Regions from separate parts of the Pan troglodytes genome. Here region 2 is linked to region 1. The links are chromatin contacts, called in public HiChIP or PLAC-seq maps. All regions are on one chromosome and are shown on one strand. Each heading gives the region's core, a stretch centred on a gene start, on an enhancer-like site or on the middle of the called end of the contact. The rest is flanking DNA. Distances are from core to core; before and after follow the strand shown. Region 1 holds the start of PHLDB2 (pleckstrin homology like domain family B member 2). Region 2 holds the start of ABHD10 (abhydrolase domain containing 10, depalmitoylase).

Region 1 (5,121 bases), core at 678-3,177:
ATTTTTTTGGAGAGACAGAGGCTCACTTTGTTGCTCAGGCTGGTCTTGAACTCCTGGCTTCAAGCAATCCTCTGCCTCACCTTCCAAAGTGCTAGGATTACAGGCATGGGTCGCCATGCCTGACCTAGCCAATGCATTTGATCACCCCAAGATCCTTTTCCCTCGTCAAAACCACCTCCATCACTTGCATTATCTATGAACATCCTCTGGATACCAGCCAGATTCACACTTAACATTTTGCAGTGCTTAATATCTTCACAGAAACGTATCAGTTTTCCATAATTCTCCACAACATTCTTGAGAGGTAGCCACCGACTTACCCAAAGTCACACAAGTGTTTATGTCTACAATGGCCTCCACTCTTGCATCTAGTTAACTGCCTCAGACACTAAATATTCAGCCACAAACCTTACCTGAGGGGAGTCACTTCAGTTCCACAACTGATTGACAAAAATAATGTCAAACATTACCTTGTCCTACATGACCCAACTCCTTCCCTAAAGGGAGTTCAGAAAAATAGGGCTTCAGCATTACTAGGCTTCTAACTAATGACTATAGGAGCCAGGAACCACTGCACAGGCCTGAAAGTTGTATGTGGTGACCATATGACAACATTTCTGCAATTAGAGGAGTTATATTCAGACTTAAGGAAGAGTGAATCATATTAGATAAAAATTACATATTTCTAGAATGTATAGACTTGAAGGGGAAAATTTCCGTGTTTTCCTTGGTGATTACTTTATAACTTTATTCTTCCTCAAGAATCACTCAATAACTTGTTTCATAGTTATCATCTCCTTCTTCCCCATAGACCTCTAGTGATGAGGGAAGCTCCCTCCAAAGCCACAAGCTTTGTACATAGAGTGGCATTGGGATCAGGTTTGCATATTAGTTTTGTTCATGTTTGTTTATCATTGAGCTGGGGAAGGGGGGTCTTGGGATATTTACTATTCTCGGAAGGAGAAAAACTTACTTCTGGTGAGAAGAGAATCTGGACTATAGCTTCAGAGGAGCATTTCTTCTGTGTTGCCCATGCCTTTGCTACAGAGGGACTCAGGCCAGCAAAGGCTTTGGTGGTCCTCCTGATTCAGGGTAAGAAACAGCCTAGTCTCAGTAAATGATTGACCTGGCTGCCGATGTGATAAGCTTAGGTAAATAGGCTTGATTCTGCTCCAGTAATTTCAGGACTTTTAACTCTCTAGGTTCCAAAGCAGAAAAATATACGTGACTTCCTGGGAGAGCCTATCATATGAGGTTGACAGCCCTGTGAATGGACAGTATATTTCTCAGAATGTATTATTCTATACCATATACCACAATATATGTACACTGTCCTCTCTGGTATGTCTTGAAAATTGAAAAAAATTATGCAACGAAAATTCTGGAACAAAACCATGCTTGTGGAGTTACCACCAATGAAATCATTTTAATAAATCGCACATATAATTTGTTATAATGAAAAATTTTTAAAAAACCTTTCAAGTTTCTGAAATACATACAGGAGCAACAACAATTTTCAGAAGAGAGAGAAGACAGAAGGAAAATACAGCCTGCTTTCCAGAACAGGCTGATAGAAAAATGACTGAATTCAGACACACACCCAGGTCTACCATATCTCCTTCAGCAGGCCCTCCTCAGAGACACTCTGGTGACAAGGCTGTATATGGTGCTCATTTTGTGATTACGAGAGAAGGGCCAGTGACCAGAGAGATCACCTACCTTGTCTGCTGCTTTTCAATCCTGACTCTTCCCTCAGCTTCTTTCCTGACTCAGCAGGGATGGCCCATGGCTGTTCTAGTGATTGCTGAAGAGAGTGGGATGTTGGGAAGACACATTAACACAGGTTTCTCCTTTTCCCCAAGCATGAAGGTAAGGTTCCTTTCCACTTCCTTTCCTGCTCTCTCTGGCCTCTGCAGACTGTGGTCACAGGCAGCAACTTGCTTGCAGCCAGGTATATTGACAGATGTGAAGGAGGGAGTCTGCCCTGGCCTCAGCCGCCTGGTCTAGCCAATCATTACACACCAGGACAGACTGCTAGTCCTGCTTAAATCCAACCAGAGCTGCATGGAAAAATCAGATGGCAGGACTGTGGGGGGCAGAAAGCACAGTCTGATAGCCATTGGCTATCCAGAAAAGTGATTCCCTTGTAACTGCATCTGGGAAGTGGACAAGAGGCCCCGAGAATAGTTTATAGAGGAAACGAAATTTTTATTCCTTTAGATTTCAGCAATCTCGGAGGGAAATCTGGAAGTCACTTTATCAAATGTCCTATTTAATAGTGGAGTTTCTTCTATTAAATTCTTGTATGGTGAGAAGCATCTGGTAGTTTTTTAAATAAATATGGCTACCATTCATTGAGAGAGTATTATATGTTATGCATTTCATGAATATTACCACAAATCCTGATGGTAATGTTGAGATTTTATTTCTATTTTATGCACAAGGGAACAAAGGCTCAAAGGGGTAATGGTCATGCAACTAGTAGGTACTGAAGCCAAGATTTGAATCCAGATCTGTTCTAATACCTGCACCAGCATCAATAAGCCTTTCCGCACGTTCTGTGGTAGGTTGAATTATAGCCCCCCAAAAATGTCCACATCCTAATCTTCAGAACCTATGAGTATGTTATCTTACATGGTAAAAGGGACTTTGCAGATGTGGTCAAGTTAAGGATCTTCAGATGGGAGATTATGCTGGCTTATCCAGGTGGGCCCAGTGTAATCACAGGGGTCCTTATGAAAGGTCAGAATAAGAGAAAGAGATGTGATGGCCTATAATCCCAGCACTTCGGGAGGCCAAGGGGGGCAGATCACAAGGTCAGGAGATCGAGACCATCCTGGCTAACACAGTGAAACCCTGTCTCTACTAAAAATACAAAAAATTAGCTGGGCGTAGTGGCGGGCACCTGTATAGTCCCAGCTACTCGGGAGGCTGAGGCAGGAGAATGGCGTGAACCCAAGAGGCAGAGCTTGCAGTGAGCAGAGATCGCACCACTGCACTCCAGCCTGGGCAACAGAGTGAGACTCCGTCTCAAAAAAAAAAAAAAAAAAGAGAAAGAGATGTGATGACAGAAGCAGGGTAAGCGATTGATATGCTGCTGGCTTTGAAGGTAGAGGAAGGGGCCACAAACCAAGGAATGCAGGCCGCTTCTAGAAGCTGAAAAGGCAAGGAAGTGGATTCTACTCTAGGGCCTCTAGAAGGAGCATGGCCCCACTGACCATTTTAAACTTCTGACTCTAGACCTGCAAGGTAATACATTTGTACTGTTGTAATCTACCAAGTTTGTGGTAATTTTTTATAGGAACTATAGAAAATGAATACACATTTCCTCAGAAATACTCTTTATGATGGTGAGATCACTGTCTCACTTAGTTTCCTATTCTATAAAGGAATACTCTTTATCAAGCTAAGCTCGACCTTCTTAAAATGGCCATTCATTGGTCCTAGCTCTTCCCCGCACATAAGGCACTCCGGGAGGCAGCTGGAAATGGTGGCAAACAGTACTGGGAAGGGAATCAGAATCTGGATTCTAGTCCTACCTCTGCCTTAGCCAGTCAGTTCTCTCTGGCTTTCAGTTTTCTCTCCTGTAACATTAATGCCTTGTACAAATGTTCTTTGATGCCTTCTATATCTGAAGCCATAATATTCTAAACTCAAGTCATGTAACAATTTAAAAATACTTGAGGATATCCCTGTCACCTTGCTCCAAATGTTTCCTGTTCCAACTACCCCAGTTTTCCATGTGACATGACTTCTGGACCCTTCCATCTCCAAACTGCTCTTCTCTATGAAGGCTCCAATTTAGCCATTTCCCTCTGAAATGTGGTGCCCAAGTCTTCACATAGTGCCCCTGCCATTTCTTGTCTGCTAGTGTGCCTGGTTCTGCTGGCTCCTCTGACCACACTCTCTTGCTGGGTCTCATCTAACTATTCCTTAGGATCCTTTGAACTTGGCCTAGTCTGTTTCTTTTCAAGTTGTCTGATCTGACCTTACCTCTCGAAACAGAGCACCTATAGTGAACAATTCCACAAGAATCTTAGATTTTTTTTTATAGGAAGGACAAAGACTTGCCAGTGCTAGCCTAAATTAGTCAGCCTTGCTTGCTTAACAACATTTAAATGATAATGCATTCTCATAGGCCCTTGAAAGGCGGTGGTTTATCACATTTTAAGATCATAAATTCTTTGAGAATTTGATGCAAGTTATGGGTCCTCTACCAGAAAAAAGTGCACATACATCTAAAATTGTCTGTGTCATTTTGGGGCACTTCAGCCCCCCTGAAGTAGTTCACTACCCCTCTGATGTGTGGTAAGTTAGTTCTACACTCACAAGTTGTTGGTGGGGGAAGTTTTTACAAAAGGCAGCCTAACATTTTCTTCCAGATCTCCTTATACTTCATGGAGGTCCTAGAAACACCTCCTGGAACTGTATTGTGCAAATGCCCAGTGAGGATCAAGGTAGGAAAGTCTCCAGGCTAAAAAGTAGCTCAGTTCTCAGGTTAAACAAAAAAACAGCATTCAGTGGCCTCCTTTTACAAGAATATTGCTTCTTATGGCCTTTCTCTACAGGATAAATCCTATTCTTTAGATGCTTAGCTCCTTAGATTAAAGCCATCTGCCTGCCTAAGGCTTCCCTCAATTGCATGATGCTACTGGACAGAGGCTGACACTGCTGTGGCCTCCTCCCCACCCATGCTGTCCAAAAACACTGACTGCCCAGCTGTGAAAACACCCTGGTCTGACTAGTGCTTTTGTCTCACTGGCACTTGTCCAGGCCATCCCGGGTGAGGTTTGAGGCACATGGGCTTTGGCCACTGTCCCTCCCTTGCAACCTCCCACCCTCTCTGAGAATGAAAGGTTTCAAGTCTTAAAAATAATAACACTCCTTTGGTCATACCGAGTAGATTTGCAGAGGGATAAACACGATCACTTCTTGCTGATCAGGAAGAATTCCTTAGGAAAAAAAACACAACAAAAATCCAGGACATTCAGGCAACCTGACTTCAGGGATTAACAGAGAGGGAATTAGTTTCAAAGTTGAAGAAATGGAGTTTACTCTGCGTTTCTTGTTTGTCAAGCTCAGCCATAGGTGGGACTCAGTGACTCCATGACCTTTCTTTCC
Region 2 (5,121 bases), core at 1,161-3,660, 240 kb before region 1:
TTGGCTTTGTTTTTAAATTTATTTTTTGTTTGACAAGTTTCACATCCCTTATTTTCTTTCTTTTTTTTTTTTTTTTTTTTTTTTTGAGACAGGGTCTCACCTTGTCACTCAGGCTAGAGTGCAGTGGTGCAATCCTAGCTTACGGCAGCCTGGACTTCCTCGACTCCCCAGGCTCAAGCCATCGTCCCACCTCAGCCTCCCCAGTAGCTGCACTACACGCATGTACCACCACACCTGGTTAATTTTTGTATTTTTTGTGGAGACAGGGTCTCACTATGTTGCCCAGACTGGTCTCAAACTCCCAGGCTCAAGTGACCCTCCCACCTTGGCCTCCCATTGCTGAAATTACAGGTGTGAGCCACCATGCCTGGCCTTTCATCCCCTACTTTCTTGGGGGTCAGGGAAGAAACAGGTTTGGTCTGCCCTTGCAAAATTGTTTCAAAGGAGGACGTGCTGTGCCCTTTTTATTACTGACTCCCATCCACCTGCCCACCCATCTGCCTACCTCAACCAAGAAATCATGAGCCATGGTAACAACTCATAATTTTATTGTCAGCTGAGGTGGGTTCAATGAGCAGTTTCTTTAAAAATAACATATGATAGTATCGTTTTTGGAAAGAGATTTCTTATAGACCTATGCAATCACTTTGCGTTTTGTTGGTTTGGCTTTCTGTAAATGGTACACAGAGACTTTAGTGTAATTTAAGTACAACAGTACAATTGGTGAACTTCATAAGATTATTCTATTTCATCTTTTTCAAATTTTCCCCCATTATAAAATCCATACTTGCTCTTAAGAAACAAGTAGATATTTTTTTAAAAGAGTCATTTATAATCCCACCTCTTCTTTCCAAAGACACTAGTTTTGTGTACTTCCTTAGAGTCTTTGGACTAATACATTTTCTTTTTTTATATTAAATGAAGCCGTCCTCCACTTTGAAAACTTCTCAGTCTTCAGAAGAGAATCCATGTGTGCTGCTAAAGTTTTCCCCATTTTGTAATTAAGAAGTTGATTTTTTAAAGATGTAATTGAAGGCCTTAAAGCTATCCTTTTTACATAAAAGCTTGTTTCAAAGTATAGAGAAATATGCCAAATTTAAAACTTTTGGTAAGGACCAGTTATGTTGATCCACTCATGTTCATTTCCCATCTACTCAGCTGAGCACTAAAAAAAATTCTTACTATCCTCTTCCAGAAATCACCTCTCAAAACATAATTTCCCCGAGATGATTATAATTCATTTAATGTAAGTTCTAAGTAGACAGATTCATATAATTATATTCATAAATCGTCTTTGAACATAAGGATTAGTTCAGAGCCTGGTGCATAAGTGCTCAATGAATAAGTGCTAACTAGATGAAATAATATTATACTCTGGTTAATGAACTGACATACTACATTTTACTAGGAGTATTTGCATGTGTAACATGCCTTTTGGTTGCGCACAATTAAATGCAAGTTAATCTGATTATAAAAGTTTAAAAACTGGATACAAAAATCTCCATACAAAAGATCTCTGCCGTGACATTAATTACCACTCCAAGCACCATGCATCATCTGACAGCTACGTGGCAATGGTGTGAACCACACACAAAGCCAAAAAAATAAAAGGATCTAATTCAAAGACTATATATACATATACGAGGTTCTCTGATTTTTAGCCCAAATTCTAGTTTCATTTGTGCAATAATGATTATGGTTCTTTCACTGAGTGGGTGCAGCAAGAAAGCAGAACTAGAAATTAGGCTTATGAGGGCGTCTACACTTTTACAAAGAACATGCCTCGCATTGTTAGGTTCCCTAAACTCAAAGGAGAGTCAGTCTAAGCATTTTAGGAGTCACAATCTACAAATTCCTAGAAGTAACTAATAATAATGCATTAAACGCACATTTTAATTTTTTCTAGCGTTGGCCTTTAATGCAGGGGAGGCAGGTAAGGAGCAGGAGCTCTTTAAACTGCACAGTGTAAAACGCCAGCGAGGGCCCGGGGTGCCCAGAATGCCGCAGGGCCGCGGCAGAGCTCTCCTCACAGCCTTCACCAGAAGTCTACAAAGCGCCTAGAACTGGGGTGTTGAGAAAGGGGGAGGAGCATTTTTGAACCGGGCGCCAAAGACGCACGGCGCAGGCACGGTAACTGACGGAACCCGAGGCGTTCGAAAGAACGCATCCTACTCCCGCCTTTCGGACACTGACCTGGGAGCCACCGTGGCGCCCGCTGAGGTATCCGTGCAAGCAGCACGCTGAGGCCACGGTGGGGACCGAAGGGGACGGCTGCCCAGCCCCAGCTCCGACAAGGTACCCAGGCCGCCACAGCTGCCAAGCGCGCAACCGCCATCTTCGTAGTTGTCCCTGCACCCTGCAGTGTCCCACAGAGGAGCACACTACGCAACGGAACCGAGGCTGCGCATGCGCTTCAGGCTGGAAGGCGGAACTTGCCGAAGAGCTCCCCGCACGATTTTCAGCTTGCGAAGAGCGCACATGCGCAGAGCGTCGTGGCTCTTTCCTTTCTTTTAGACTGTTGGTTCTACTGGTAGCGGGGTTTGGCTTGGGGCCTTTAGGATGTTTTGAGTGGCGTCGGGAGGCTGCCCTATCAGCGGGCTGATAGATACTACAGAGCTGGAAGCTCAGAAAGGAACCCTATCCAACGGTCCTAGATGGGAAACCGTCTCCTGTCGAGGACACCAGGCTTGCTGCATCACCTGCAATCCCGCCGACCGCGTGACAGTTTTAACCTGTACTGGAAATGCTCCCAAGATCTGACATTAATCTCGCCTGTATAACCTGGAATGGTATCGGACATTCCCCGCTCTAGATCTATATGCCTGATTAACGAAATACTGAATTATCTTGGCCCCTTCCTCGTGCTGTATGCGAAAATAAATTTCAGTAAAAAAAAGATTTCAACGGAAGAATACAACTGAGAGGATTAAATAAATTTTAGGAGAATATTATATAATCCGGGGACAGAAGGGACTTTCTTAACCAAGATTTCAAAACCCCAACATCATAAATAAAAAATATATTTGTATACGAATTTAAACTTTTTGAATGGCAAAAGACATCTCAAGTTAAGAGCCTAGAAAAATGGATTTTGTAGCATAGATACATTAATACTTCTATTCAGCCTGCTCCTATAAATAAAAAATATAATTCAAATAAAATTGGCCAACAGCTATAAATAGGCAGCCCATATAAGGAAACATGATGCTCAAACTCACTAAATGAAAAACTGGAATTAAAAAAATAATGCCTTTTTCCTCCCATTCAGTTGGCAAAAAGGAAAAATAATTGGCAAGGATGCTAGACACTAGCACTTATGTATGATTGCTAGGAAGGTGAATTACTAAAATTTGTTGTCAAGTAATATGGCCACATCTATTACAGTTTTAAAATATGCATCCATTCCAGTGCCTTTTAACGCAGTGGCACCAATTTGTGATTATGCTATAGAAAACAACACTAGTTCTTAAGACTGCATATTATCTACTACACCGTTTTTAGAGGCAAAGAGAAGGAAAAAAATGGGAATGGCTAACAATAGAAAAATAGTTGAATAAATTGTAGTACAAGGGTTTCCGGACTCCAGCTCTAAATACCTTTCAAACTAATTCCTGGGGGCCTCAAGCATCAACCATGGAGTTTTACGTAGTAGTTTCCTATTTAAAAGTTATGGTGGCTTGTGTAATACTTTGAGTGTATATAAGATAGTAAAGTAACTTTTATTATCCTGGTTATAAATTTGGGCGGCAGTAATTGGTACCAGAATTAAAGGCAAAGTTTGGACATAGTGAATCCAGCATGTCTTTGGAGTCATGAGAACCTGGACTGTTGGAACAGTCTGGAACAGTTAGACTAAGACTGAATAGATCTCTTTCTTGAGAGGTGGGATGCCTCTCTCTACTAAGGACATATAGTTAAGGACAGCAACTTGATTTCAGGACATACTCCAAAAGATGCTGAGCTATGTTGCCCGTTCTCCATTAGACCTGTTGTAGACTCTAAGGGACTAAATCACTAAGGTGATGCCTGATGCATGTCATTTTATCATCCCTTATATTTCTTTTTGGGTTTGTGTGTGTGTGTGTGTGTGTGTATGTTTTAGATGGAGTCTCGCTCTTGTCACCCAGCCTGGAGTGCAATGGGGCGATCTCAGCTCACTGCAACCTCCACCTCCTGGGTTCAAGCGATTCTTCTGCTTCAGCCTCCTGAATAGCTGGGATTACAGGCACCCACCACCATGCCTGGTTAATTTTTGTATTTTTAGTAGAGATGGGGTTTCACCATGTTGGCCAGACTGGTCTCGAACTCCTGACTGCAGGTGATCCACCTCCCTTGGCCTCCCAAAGTGCTGGAATTACAGGTGTGAGCCACCGCACCCGGCCCATCCCTTATATCTTAACAAACACTTCTCTCTGCATGTTTTGGATAATTGCAAATATTCTCAATCACTTCTCTCCCTTTTCTTCCCCTTTATTTTTGCAAGTCTTCTTGCATTTTACTTGCAATAAGATGAAAAATCTGACTGGTCATAGTGGGAAAATCACTGCATAGAAAAGCAGAGAAACCCACGGATTGTTTTCTGTATTCACTCTTGTCTAACAAATTAGAAAAAATTATGGCCAGTAGCAAGTACAGATGCTTTTACGGACAGTGATGAGCTTGAAGTAGACAAATTTGTTTCCACTCTGGGTACCTATTGTCAATGTTGACTTCATCAATATATAAAGGGGGCAAAGGGACATACTGCTGAGGGAAGCTTCTCTCTCTGAAATGTGCTGCCTTAGTTCAGGGAGACAAATGAGATGCCCCACCAAATAAAGCTTTATATCACATTTACATGATTTTTTTCGTGTAAGATATAAGGATAAGTAAACACACTCCTTTCGTGTAAGATATAAGGATAAGTAAACACACTCCTTGCAATCCCCAGCAATAAATGTATCTGTGTAAACAGACAACAATATGATGTCAGAGTTTTTCAGGGTTCATTTCATTTTGTAAGCAATAGGATGTAACCAGAGATACTTCTATTGGAATACTTCAGTTTATACACTACAAATCATAATGTTAGCACACAACAAACTTTATGTAGTTTCTACAACTGTCATTTGCGATTAATTC

What was found. HiChIP or PLAC-seq counts read pairs in DNA pulled down with a chosen protein or histone mark.
Region 2: a contact with region 1 is called in an H3K4me3 HiChIP or PLAC-seq map of stem cell-derived excitatory neurons, with 3 times the contacts expected there. The contact joins the promoter of ABHD10 here to the promoter of PHLDB2 in region 1. A contact is called at or near these places in 5 of 7 Hi-C or Micro-C datasets (blood, induced pluripotent stem cells, a lymphoblastoid cell line and 2 more), 1 of 1 datasets of contacts at active chromatin or transcription factors (stem cell-derived excitatory neurons) and 1 of 1 other capture datasets (stem cell-derived neural stem cells).

Annotation. Positions count from the first base shown.
Region 1 is chr2:115,065,880-115,071,000 of NHGRI_mPanTro3-v2.0_pri, reverse strand. PHLDB2 (pleckstrin homology like domain family B member 2) reads right to left here and starts at 1,927. Exons shown (of 18, transcript XM_063806969.1): 1 at 1,720-1,927.
Region 2 is chr2:115,310,595-115,315,715 of NHGRI_mPanTro3-v2.0_pri, reverse strand. It overlaps ABHD10 (abhydrolase domain containing 10, depalmitoylase), which reads right to left and starts at 2,410. Exons shown (of 5, transcript XM_001154093.6): 1 at 2,194-2,410. The coding sequence starts at 2,335.